Regions from separate parts of the Mus musculus genome. Here region 1 is linked to region 2. Evidence: chromatin contacts called from public capture Hi-C data. All regions are on one chromosome and are shown on one strand. Each heading gives the region's core, a stretch centred on a gene start, on an enhancer-like site or on the middle of the called end of the contact. The rest is flanking DNA. Distances are from core to core; before and after follow the strand shown. Region 1 holds the start of Ly6g (lymphocyte antigen 6 complex, locus G). Region 2 holds the start of Mroh4 (maestro heat-like repeat family member 4).

What was found. Capture Hi-C pulls out chosen DNA fragments and counts their contacts.
Region 1: a contact with region 2 is called in a capture Hi-C map of macrophages, with 4 times the contacts expected there. The contact joins the promoter of Ly6g here to the promoter of Mroh4 in region 2. A contact is called at or near these places in 1 of 39 promoter capture datasets (pre-B cells) and 2 of 9 other capture datasets (adipose tissue and macrophages).

Annotation. Positions count from the first base shown.
Region 1 is chr15:75,150,640-75,157,227 of GRCm38.p6, forward strand. It overlaps Ly6g (lymphocyte antigen 6 complex, locus G), which reads left to right and starts at 4,622. Exons shown (of 4, transcript NM_001310438.1): 1 at 4,622-4,721; 2 at 4,978-5,075; 3 at 6,055-6,171. The coding sequence starts at 5,006.
Region 2 is chr15:74,632,641-74,638,870 of GRCm38.p6, forward strand. Mroh4 (maestro heat-like repeat family member 4) reads right to left here and starts at 3,678. Exons shown (of 27, transcript NM_001177437.1): 1 at 3,576-3,678; 2 at 2,878-2,967; 3 at 2,002-2,263.

The DNA of each region.
Region 1 (6,588 bases), core at 3,372-5,871, 520 kb after region 2:
CAGTGGGTGGTGCTACTCAGGGAGGTTATGGGACCTTAGGCTATGGAGACTTGAAGCATGAAGTAAGTCATGGTGGGTGGGTTTTGAAAGTTTGTAGCCTTGCCCCATTTCTCCTGATTTCTCTGCTTCCTGTTGAGATAGCACAGATATTGCCAGGTCTGCTACTTGCTGTCATGACTCTCCAGTATTATAGACTGTAATCTTTTGATACGATAAATCCCAATATATTCTTTCTTCCATAAGTCACTCCTGGTTATCATCATGTTATGCAGGAGGAAGTAATTGTTGTGTTTATAAAAAGATAAGAAGCCAGGGATGTGTTTGGTGGAGGTGAGGTGTGGTGTGGGGAAAGGGGGTGCCTCTGTGGGCCCATGCTGAGGCATCCCTTCCCCCTGAGGTATCAGCCCCATGACTGTATAGTATAGGATAGCATTTATTCAGGGCATTGGGAAAGGAGTTGATAGAAAAGCAGAGAGAGAGAGAGAGAGAGAGAGAGAGAGAGAGAGAGAGAGAGAGAGAGAGAGAGAGAGAGAGGAGAAGTAGAGGTGGCCATGAGCAAGTGCATAGAGTGAAGAGAAGAGTAAGAGGTAAGAGTATAAGGGAAGAGAGCAAGAGAGTGAGGAGGGGGCAAGCAGCCTCTTTTATATTGAGTCAGACACACCTGGCTGTTGCCAAGTAACTGTGGAGCAGAGCCTAGACCAAATGCCAACAGTAATGGCAACCCACAAATCAGTGTAGTCCTTACCTGTTATCCAAAAATATTTCTCTTTGTAATAAACTGAGACCATCAGAGAAAATCACAGCTAATCAAAATGCAGAGACTCAGTGGTCATGTCGTGCCCTGCTCCAAACTGATACATCTACAACACAGCTCTGGAGCTTAGAGCTCAGGGGCCACTGAGGAAGATGGGGCAGGGTGGGAAAACTCTAAGAGCCCAGGAAACAGTGTGTGCAGTGAGGGCCTGACTGCTCTAAGGTATGGTTGAGGGGAAGATGTGAAGGACCAAGTTGTCCGCAACAAAACCCAAGCCTAGCTCTGGTCTCTAGGCTAATCCCCAACAACATCTGCCTTTTCAGGTTACACCTTTAACAAGGCAAGTGTCTCCAAGTTATTCCCCCAACAGACCTGCACCCTCAGGTTACAAGCCCACCCCCCACCTAATGACCACCAATGCAGAAGGGAGCAGAAACTGAGTTTATGATATGACCCCCAGCACCAGCCAGTTACGTTAAAGGCCACAGTAGCTTTCCAATTCAATGCTTGCACATGTACTCCCTGCTTACTTTATAAAGCCTTGCCCCATAGATATTTGGGGCTCTGCCACCACCAAAACCATCCTGCATGACAGTGGTGAGATGGGGGTGGCTTGGGCTAGCTCGGAGAGAATAAAGACTCTATTGTGAGTTGCATCAGATCTGCTTCTGTCTGTTTTCTTGGGGGATCACTGACATTTCCCTAGTATGACAGTTGAACAAAATATTAAGGCCCTTCATGAATTCTGCAACAATTTGAGGTCCCAATATGCCTTCGATGATCCTGCCTTCTGGTACTCCAACCCCCTCATTGTCTGGCTTTTGCCCTTGATGGGAAGCCATCAGAGCCCCCACCCCCACCCCCTCCTTCTCACTCTATGTATTATACAGTTTCTCAAAAAACAAGGTACTAATATAGCCAAAGTCACCACCAATCACTTTCTGGTACAATAACAAGCTATTCCCACACACCATGATGACACATATGACACAGCCCATTCTGAGAAACAAAGGGGAGATGTGGGTTCCCAAGACAGATGAGGGAAAGCAGAGTGTTGACTGTTGTGTTTAGAAAAGGAAAAAGAAGCCCAGAATGTGTTTGGTGGAGGCAGCTATGATGAGGGGGAAGGGAGTGTATCTGAGGGCCCATGCTGAGGCATTCCCTTCCCCTGAGGTACCAGCCATATGATGGGTATAGTAAAGAACAGTGTTTACTTAGGGCATGGGAAGGGGAGTTGTGGTGGTTAGTAGAGGCAGAGAAAGGCAGGAGGCCAGGGGGATAGAGGCCATGTGGAGAGAGAGGGGGAAGAGAATGGGGAGGGAAGGTACAGAGGGGGAAGTGAGGAAAAGAGCAAGAGAAGACAGTGAGGAGGGCCCAAACAGCCCATTTTTATAGTGAGTCAGGCATCCCTGGATGTTGCTAGGTAACTATGGGGCAGAGAATGAAGAGATGCTAAGACTGCCCATACCCCTGGTTAGCTCTCCTAGAGCACTGCAGGAGTGGGGATGTTCACTACCCAAATCAGGTTTGGGCCTACTCAACTCCACAGAGACAAAAGCCAAGTCATGATAAAGCCAGTTAGGATTCTGTTTTCATACCAGAGAACTCTCTGCTTAGAAATCATGTGATTGTCAGTCTGATAATCTGCCTGATACACTTCGAATCACCCTAACCCAATGTGGCACTTCGTAAACTATCCCTCCCCACCCCCCAGCCCCTGACTCAAGCTTTATAATCTAGCCCCTCTATTTCAATAACAGGGCTGTCCTCCAACACAGTCTTCAGATCATTTATACCCACCATCCCTGCAACCCCCTGCTCCCAGATCCTCTGCATTCTGAGACCACAGCCCATGGGGGAGGGCAAGTGGCATTTGGAGGAAGTACACTTGGGTAACATGAAACCTTTGCTGTATTACTCAAGATTGTGAGGGATACATATGTGACCTTGGCTACTTAACACAGGTCATTCATTTTCTGAGGAGGGGAATGGGCTTGGCTAAGGTTTGACCTATTCAGTGTGACTGTAGTCAGGCTTCTGGCTGAATTGGAAGGCAGAAGAGAATGCTCAGTGTGTTTTTGTCTTGCAGGTAGACCTCTCTGCAGACAGCCTTCTGGCTTCTCTAACACTAATCTGGCAACATCTGGTACCTCTAATTCTATGATTATACAAGTACACTGTAGCCCTCTCCCTTAAGAGTTAATGTAAGTGGTCTGTCAGTAATTTGGGCAGGAGTCCACCACTAAGGGAAGCTAGCTCCCCAACATTGGTGCTGGGTGGAGACTGGAGGACTCATGAGAACCCCTAGTAAAGACTTTTAGAGAAACAGTGAGCTGCATTGTGGTTACATGGCCTTTTCCTTCAAAGAGGTGATGGGCCAATTGACATCCTGGAGTATGGACAACGTTGGCTCAGGAGCCCTGGCAATGGAGTCAGAAGAGCAAAACAGGAACAGGTCTGTGATAATGGGCAGAACTCTCTATACTCAGAATGGAGGACTGTCACCTGGGGTTCCAGCCATGACTCCTGTTCTCCTCCAAGCACAGGTGGTCATAAGATGCTAGAATTTAGAGGATACAGTGGATTTACTGAAATAGGGACTCTATGTCACTGCTTTTATGATGGGGTGAGACTTGGTGGTGACTAAGCTGATCAAAAATGCTTATGCATGTCCTGTAAGTGACCTCACCCATCCTCTGTAAAAAAAAAAAAAAAAAAAAAAAAGCCTCATAAACCTCATAAACTCATTGGGTGGTGACATTGGGATGAATTGTCACTTGGATCTTTCATAGATGCCCTATGTTTGTTTGCAGAGGCTTGCTGTCTGCTGCTCTTTTTAACACATACACTTGTTCATGCACGAGCCAATGCCTAGCACAGCATGTGACAGAATTACAGAGACAACATTTCTTGCTTGCTCTCTTCCTCCTACCGCTGTGCTGGGTTATGCGGTGTTGGAGCAAACTGTTTGCTTAGATGATATATTATAGGGTAAGAAGGAAGGGGTTTTTAGTGGTGCTCGGGCAGAGGCCATGGAGTGTAAGCAGCCTTCCCTGCTTAAGTGGATGTGCTTAGCTTCATTGATGCTGTGGTCCATTTTTGGTCTCAGTTGTCCCCTGAGCATATCTGTTCTTTTGCTGTGGTGTCATCTCAGGATGATTTCCAGCTCAGGTCTCTACCTCTGCCCAGCACCCACAGCCCCATACATCACCCAAACACATCAGACACTGCTTAGTAACTTCCATCCCAGTTGCCAGCTCTTGGCTCAGGATTCTCACTTTGTGGATGCAAACGCTTGTTGGGGGCTTGCTCACCAGAGCCAGTCTCTAAGTATTTGTCCGTTGTTTTCCTGCTTATAGAAAGGAGGGTCGTGGGCTCTGCGCCACTACACCCATACCTTCTATTTAGAAACAAGAAAAAGTCAAGTGGAGGTCACAGAAACAGCAGCAGCTGCAGCACACCTTTGATAGCTATGTGTTGGAGCCAGCTTGTTCTACTGAGCAAGTCCTAGGACAGCCAAAGCTACACAGAGAAACTTTGTCTAAAATTGAAAACAACAACAACAACAACAACAACAACAACAACAACAACAACAAAAACCCATGAAGCAAAACAAAACAAAAACTAGGAAGGGGTTGAGCAAGTTGCCTCTTTCCTTTGCTTTCTGAATGGAACCTGCAAGTCAATTGTGGCCCCTGCTCCTACGCTCTCTTTGTCCTCCAGCACCATGGTTCCTCCCCAACTGAGTGGTCCTCCCTCCCCAACTGCTATAAATCTGGCTTGACCAGGTCACCAACAAACCTTGCTACCTCTTAACCAATAAACATGATGGCCTGGAGGAAGTAGGTATAGAAACCCCTCCCTTTTCAGGATGCCAGCTGGGAGGGGCTGAGAGAAAGTAAAGTATTTATTTCAGTCCACTTCTGAAAGACCTTGTCACTGTGCCTGCAACCTGGTCAGAGAGGAAGTAAGGACTGGTGTCAGGAGGGAGCTGCTAGGTGGCAAAGGGAAGAGCCCTCAGGATAGGGCTGGGGTTGGGAGTGTGGGATTAGGAGGAAAATGCTGGGTGGGTGGTGGGTGAGAGAAGTAGACAGACATGTATTCCTTGGGGAAAGCTGTGTGTGTGTGGGGGGGGGGGTTGGAGGGAGGGAAATTGGATGCCTCAGCTTTGTGAGACTGAAGGGATGTGACTGGTGAATTACTAACCAGCTTCGACTTCCAAGGTTTTATCTGTGCAGCCCTTCTCCCAGGATGGACACTTGTCACATTGCAAAGTCCTGTGTGCTCATCCTTCTTGTGGTCCTACTGTGTGCAGAAAGAGGTGAGATGAAAAATGGGAGAGGGGCAGGAGGGTACAATGGAGATAGAAAAGGGCCTCAGGGTTGTGGGTACACCTGCACCTCCATTGTGTGCGTGGTGACTGAGGTGTCCTGGAGCAAGGGGATCAGGAATTGGCTTGTGATGGTGAAGCCTCCTATGCTGAGTGCTGGGTCTGTAACCCTGCCAGCGAAACCATCATCACATACCAGAAAGTCTCTTGGACCTCACTACCTGTGCCCCAACCCTAGCCACCAGAACCCTTAGATTCTACACTGCTGCACTGGCTTCCCAGTCAGGCCACTGGCCTGTGTGCACTCAAACTGGCAGAGTCTTCTTTTCCTTCCCACCTGCCAAGTCACGGGGCTAGGAATCCTTAACTCTAGGCATTTGACTTTTTGTTACGTCATGTGAGACCTGAATGCTAGAACTTGCTTACTCTAAGAGGTTTGAGCTCTCAGATACCCCTAGACTTCTAGTTACATCTGTGTTGTGGGAAGCCTCATGGTGAGCCTCTTTGAGTTGGACTCTGGGAAGTTCAGTGCTCTGTCATGCGTCATTTCCCAGGGGCCAGCTCTGAAGTTGTAGGTTTGAATAGGTCAGAACAACCCTCCCCACTTGGTTGCCCCAGTACCTGCTTATACACCCACTCACCTATTCAGCAGACATTTAGTATGTGCATCTTCCCAATATGCTGACTGTCTCTCTGGTACATCTTGGAGTCCAGGACTCTTGTCAGGTTGAATAGCTGAGAGAGCATTACTGAGCATATTTCAACACAAGTGGCTCTTGGTTCACCTTTGGTTTTCAGTGTATGTGTGTGTGTGTGTGTGTGTGTGTGTGTGTGTGTGTGTGACTGGGCAGTAATGTCCTTGCTCTGTCCTAGAAGTCAACAGCTGTGTGGAAGTAAAGGCATTGGAGAGGAGGGGTCTGGTCTAGGAAGCACATGCCCTAGCTCTCATGTATTAGCTTTTGTTTCTCAGCTCAGGGGCTGGAGTGCTACAATTGTATTGGGGTCCCACCTGAGACTTCCTGCAACACAACTACCTGCCCCTTCTCTGATGGATTTTGCGTTGCTCTGGAGATAGAAGTTATTGTGGGTAAGTTCCCTGTTACCTATACAAAGATGGCTGAGGGTGGCTTCTGAGAAATTGTCATGTCTGGACACTGGTTGTGGACCACGTTTCCCTTCCCTCCAAGTAGAGCTTCTCTGATGTTGGAGTGGGACTTCTGCAAAGTGGGGGCTGTTGGGGTCCAGGGATGTGCTGGGATATAGATCATAAAGCAGGGCTGCCCACTGGCATGCATAGTGTTCATCATCTCCTTATGTCGCCAGTGCAGTCATGTGATGCTCCTGCCTGTACTTTATGTCTAAGGCCTTACTGGCTCACTGAGAGGCCAGGAGAGCTGGAAGCATCTGTGAGCCTTTGCATATAAAGAAGGAATCTGGAGCATAGGCTAAAGGAATGACTTAGGGATGTTGATATTAAGAGACCTTAGGACATATCAGATCCTCC
Region 2 (6,230 bases), core at 2,428-4,927:
TCCAGCCTTGCCAAGTTGGGGTGTACACCAGACCCTAGGCAGCAAGCTAGCCAGTTCCCCATTTAGCTCACCTCACTGCTGTCTATCCACATCCCTGCTCAGTTTGGGAACCTCCCAAGTATTCTGAGGGCCACTCTCTGGCATTTCCCCCTGGTCTTGCAACTCTATTGTAAAGCATTCATGCCAGGCTCCCTACCCCACTTTTTTTGTTAAATGGATTTTGAAGAACTTGGGAGATTGGCCAAGTACACCTCTAGGTATGTCTGTGAGGGTGCTTCCAAAACAGATCAGTCAAGAGGAGAAGACCTGACCCAAATGTTGGGTGGCATCATTCCATAGGCCGGCCTCCCAGATGAAATGAAGGGAGGGAAGGAGAAAGGATGTGGGTGCCAGCATCCTACAGTGTCCTGTCCTCAAGCTGTTCCTCTCTGCCATGCTTTCCTCACTCTGGCAGACTGAGACCTCTGAAGCTGTGAGCCAAAATCCCCTCTTTTGCTTCTGTCAAGTATTAGTCAAGCTCTTAGCACCCAGCCTACTCCCTCACATCCTGAGGCTCCCTGTTCTGAGCACTCTCCTCCACCCATCCACCACCTATCTGCAGTTCTTTGCAAGCTCTGCTGGCTCCAGCCTGGCTGGGGCTTCTTTAACACCTCTGTCCTAAGGCTTCTCATGGCTTCTTCGCTAACCCTGTGGCATGGGGTGGGGGTCGGAGAGGCCACTGAGCACCTACCTCTCCTGAAAAGAAAGCTCTGTTTACCTTCAGACCTATATGCTCCATGGGCCTGGCACTGTGTGCACTCATGGTACCATGAAGGAACAGATGCTGTGTTGACTGACTATAGGTGAGAGCTAGAGAGTGATCGGCTGCGCAAGCATGGCTATGAGTGGGGAAGAGCATGAGGGCCTGCCTTCTAGCTGAGGGGAGAACCTCTGGTGACACTCTGACCCATTTGCCATTTTGTGCCCCATCCTGCTCAGCGCCAGGGGCTGAGTGTGGCCCAGTGTTGGTGGCCTTAACACTACCCCATTTTGAAGTCTGTTGCCCATCTGGGGCCTCAAGGTTCCCCCTGATAACCCAACTGTCTGGCCCCGCTACAACCCCAGCTAGAGCCCCTCCCATCTGCTTTAAGCTATTGTTCACCCCAGCCAGAGCTGACTCTGGATTTCCAAGCCACAGTGGCCATGTCATTGTCTGGCCATGCCACATCTGGCCTTAGAAACTTTAGGCTGTTCTGTCTTGAATTCTTTCCATCACCTAGAACTCTTAGTAGTTCTGCCCATCAAACTAGAGCAGAGGGTTGCCCTCAGGCCTTGAAAAGGGTCCAGGGATGTTGAACCTCTCTCTTTTGCAAACTAGACCTTTACAATTTTTTCATGGAAGCCACAAAAGCCATTTTTAAGTGACTGTCCCCGAGCCTGGGGTAGATAGAAGTGGAGGGGAACAGGGGACTAGAAGGCTGCATGGAGGACATGGGACAAGACACGGAGACTAAAGTAAGGGTCGGACAGTGACCCAAGGTGAGGGGGCCACTGAGGGCAAAGGGGGGTCAAGTATGGCTACAGATGGCAGATAGGTCTATAACAAGAGGCTTGCAGAGAATAGAGGAGACACTGCTATCTCTTCTACCCACCCTCCCCCCTCCTGCTCCTTGCTTGTGCTAGCTTCTCCCATGCAAACTCTTTTTCCTCTCCAACCTAATCCAATCAGCTTGCACCTAGCTGGGCTACCCAAGGAACCTAGAGACCAGCTTTTCAGATCCTTCTGTGTGTCCAGGGATTCTCAACTCCTCTCTCTCTCTCAACCCTCTAATCCTCAACCCCACAGACCCCCAGAGAACCTGCACAGCTTCTGCAACCTGGTTCACTCAGCCACAGCTCCTTGCCAAGTCTCTTGTGGTCAGCCACAGTCCCATCAGTCTCCAGGAAGCCACGACCCTCTTTAGTTCTTTGAAAGGAGGCACGAGGGTCCCATCACTGGCTTGGTATAAACTGTCTTATTACCTGGAATGTTTCTGTCTTGACTGCCTACACGCCCCTCGATCCTTCGTTGTCACCTTTCCATCCCTTGGTGCTGCGGCCTCTCCCACCTGAGCTCTCCAGCTTTCTCTTTACTCTCTGGCTCTGGGTTAGTGCTGGGCACGCAGTGAACTTCTGAGGGCCACCAGGATATCAGTGCACTCTGCAGCTGCTGCAGCGAAGCAGTCTTTGGTAGATGAAGAAAGACTTCTGTGTGCTGAAAGGCAGTGCAGAGGTGACCTCCAGGCTACTCAAAGAAACAGAAAAACATGGAAAAGACCTGTTACTCACACATGCACACTGCTTGGGTGATAACACAGATGACAGTTGTCACCAAGAGCCCCAGAGAACCCCACTGGTCAACTTGCACCTGTGTAGGTCATTTGCTGTCAAAGACTCTCTTATCCTGGGGCATCATGGTCTGCTTGTCCTAGACTCCCACTTTCAGGAATTTAGTCCAAGGATTAAAAAGTAGAAATGCCCAAAAAATCACTGTTCACCGATTCTTCCTAGGTCTTAAATAGCCACAGGGTCAAAGAGAGACACTCGGTGGGCAGTGCTGGAAACCTGCTCCCAAAATGTCGACTGATCACACGGATGTTGTCTGGCTCAGGGACAAAGACCCAGAATTTTAATTTAAGATCCACTTTCCCAATATATTGTGATTCCAGACTTTCATGGGGGACAGTGCAAAGGAGCCTATTTTACTACTGTCAGGAAAACAAAACAACAAAAAAAATGCTACTTAAAATTTAAAAAGCCGTGAGGTTTTGTTTGTTTGTTTGGTTGGTTGTTTGGTTGGTTGGTTGGTTGGTTGGTTGGTTGGTTTTTGAAAGGCAAGCAGAAGATGTAAAACCATACCTCTGGCTTTGGGGCTGGAAACTGAGAGACAGGATCTGGTCCAGGGCTCTGCTAGCACCTGAAGTCTTGAGCCTGGTGGCCTTGGGCAGCCTGAGAAGAAGGGAGGCAATGTGACTGGGGGCTGTTTGTGCCTAGCCAAGGGTAAAGTTGAAAACTTTGGGCCCTGCCTGCATCAAGATTCAAGGAAGGGAGAAAGGAGGCTAGAGTTAGCCAAGAGTAGAGGAGCGCTCTTGGGACTCCCAACAGCTCCCTGGAGGGAAAAAGAGACTTTGCAGGAGACTCTGCTTCCACTAGGTGTGTCTCCCCTCCTTCCCCTGCCTCCCACCCCATTCCTAAGGAGAAGTTTATTGAGATTCTCATTGTTGCCTGGCAATCCAGAGAGTGCCCTCGACTGGGGAGAGACAGCAGAAGAGTATAAAATAAGGCAGCTGTACAGAACCAGATGACCTAGAGGGTTAAGAAAGAAGAGGGAGAGGGTATTTCTCATCCTTCAGGGTGTGGGAATATCCACTCAGGATCCTGCCATCTACTATTGAAGCTTCTGAAGGAAACCCCCCCCACACACACACACACACACATTGTGAGATCTGGTTGTCTGGGGGCAGGGGACAGACTCGAAAGGTTCCCTGAGATGACAAAATCTCGACTAGTCCCCAGTTGGGGCTTAATTAAGGCAAAATGCCTCCTCAAAGACAGACCTGTCTTTGAGTTACTATCCCCAAGGCTCAGTGGGGATTGTGCCCCCAAGAAATCCAACCAGAAGCCCCCAAAGGCTTGAGTGACAAGTTCCCAACAGCCACTGGGTGTTTGGGAGGTCAGGAGGGAACCTCAGCCCTGAGGATTCCATCCTAACCGACACTGAGGGCAGTTGAGGAGCAATGGAAATCAGACAGGGGCAAGACACATTATCTGTGTCAGTGTCATCTGAAAAACAGTAAGGGCTACTGGGAATAGTCCCAGAGGAGCTCTAAGGGGGGCTCCTTTTGTAAAACCTCTGCCCCATCTGACAGTCTCAAGAATAGACTTTGTCCCCCTAGGAGGCTTGAACATGTACAGCTGCTTGACAGAGCCTGCTTCATGGTTTAGATGGCCTGGGGGGACCCTACCTAGAGCCCCTGTAATATCTGCAGCTCTGCTACTGGCTTGCTCCTCCAAGTCTGACTTGAGGACCTGATGGCCAAAGAAGGAACACTGTCCAGGTGGTCTTGGGACATATAATCACTGTGGTTACCCCAGGGCATTTGGACTAGTCTACTCTTCGGTCTGCAATGCCCCTCAGAATGACAGTTGGAAGGGGTGTGGCTAAGCCAACTGCCACTCGAAGATCTGAAAGATCACCAGTAACCCCCACCCCAGTGTACAGACAACAGCTATGCAGGCTGATGGAAGAAAGGTTAGCTGTCTTCGAGAAAAACAGCCCCTCGTAGTCCCTGGCCCTGCTCTCGCTGGGCCTCGGGATCAATCTGTGATCTGGAGCTGGCTTCAGCACAGGCCTGGCTCCTGTCCAGCAACCTTGCTTCAATAGGTGTGATAGAGAACCCATCAGTGGCGAGGTTTTTGATTGCTTATTTTTCGTTTCTTTAATGAGGGATACTGAGTCCCTGAGTGTGCTTCTGGAACTCAGGGCCCGTTCACAGCTAGGCTTTGGGGACTTTGGCAGGAATCCTGATGAACAAGTTTGACTCTCCATGAGTTGAGATAGACAAAAGCTGGCAGGTGGAAGCCTTGTAGGAAGGAAGACGGGGTCTTTCTGGATGCAAAGCTACCTACCCCTGGGAGAACAAGAGGCAGGCCCCACTCTGCTGAAGCAGGTCAAGCTACCATTGTGAAGGGCTGAGGTACAGCCATCTGTTGTCCAGAGAGAGAGAGACAGAAAGACAGAGAGAGTCCACTCTCTGAGAAGAGCTGGGGTCTAGGGCTTGGTTCTAGTCTCAGGTCCCCAGCAAAACCTCTGAATGAGAAACTCCAGGGTAGTTGCTATGACTGCCTTAGGCCCTCTTGACTTACTTCCTCTGCAGAAAAACCCCCTGAAGCTGTCTCTGCACACTGCACACTGTCCCTTCCCTGAGACATTTTGGGCTTTCCTTCCTGAGGGATATAGACCTTCCTTCCGAACCTACTTCCTGTGGTGCAAGGGAACTGCTCGGGGGATAACTGTTGAACATGTCAAGTGCCTACATAGCATGAGATAAGTTTGATTTTTAGGGAACATGCCAGTTTGTACCCCAAGACATGATTTCTCATCTCCATCTAAGAAAAGTAGTAGGCAGCAAAGGGCGCAAGGCCTATAGCAGAACTTTTACAAGAGTTACTGGGGGCCCCATAGCCCTGGTTGAAACCAGGTTGAATTTGGGGGGAGATTTTTTTTTAACTGTCTCAAATCTCCATGGAGAGTAGAGTCTCCTATATCGCAGATCCAAATTGCCTCCCGTAAAACTTCTATGATGCCAGTCAGGATTTGACCTGACACACCAACATGAAAATATTGTGGTGTATTTTCTGGCACACCTCCCCTCCCCTACTCTCCAAAAGGGGATGGGGAGAGCCAGAAACTCTAACCAAAACTTCGGGAGACCTGGGGTCTGGGGAGTAGCTTGAAATAGAACCTCATTTTACTTGTGAGACCATAACAGTGGCTGCAACCTTTTAATGAGGGGTTGTGTTAAGAATATTCCTCCTGTCCGGACAGACAGAGGGCCTTCCTAGACTGTTTAGTCACTGCACCTTCTTTGAGCCCTGCTTTTGAGAACTGACATTAACACATCCTTAGAGCCACAGTAGCATTGAGCATATGGGTAGCTAGCTTGGGTATCTGGTTCAACTTCTTCCCACACACCCAACAGCCCACAGATTCCCCTAAACTTGAAACTTTATTTGTCTACCACAGAGGGTCCCCCCCATACTGTTTTTAATGGAGAGTCACCTAGGCTCAGGTCTGTGGAGGTTGTGTTTGAGGTCAGGGCCACTGGGCAGCCATTTTTTCTTAATTTTGTTTTGAGCACCTAGGAATTAGCTACAAGGGGGGGGGGTGTGTTTACTAGAAAAGACTTATGCCTTCCCCTCTAGCCCCTCCTGCCTTGGTCTTTTATTTTCTTCTTGTGCCTTTCAAACTGGAGCACATGTCAGCCTATTGCTGTCCTAACTTCTGAAAGAGTGTAGTGACAACCTGAGACATGTACATGTTTTACTCAAAAGACCTAATTATTGAAGTTGTCGATACATCCAGTACCAACAACTGAGCACACAGAACTACCATGGAGACTGGAAACATGTTCCTCAGAGGCCGGGAGTCAGCAGTGCAGTCTTCGCTGAGTTTTTCTAGTTAGATCTTTTGGCCCCGGGGGCACAGGGTT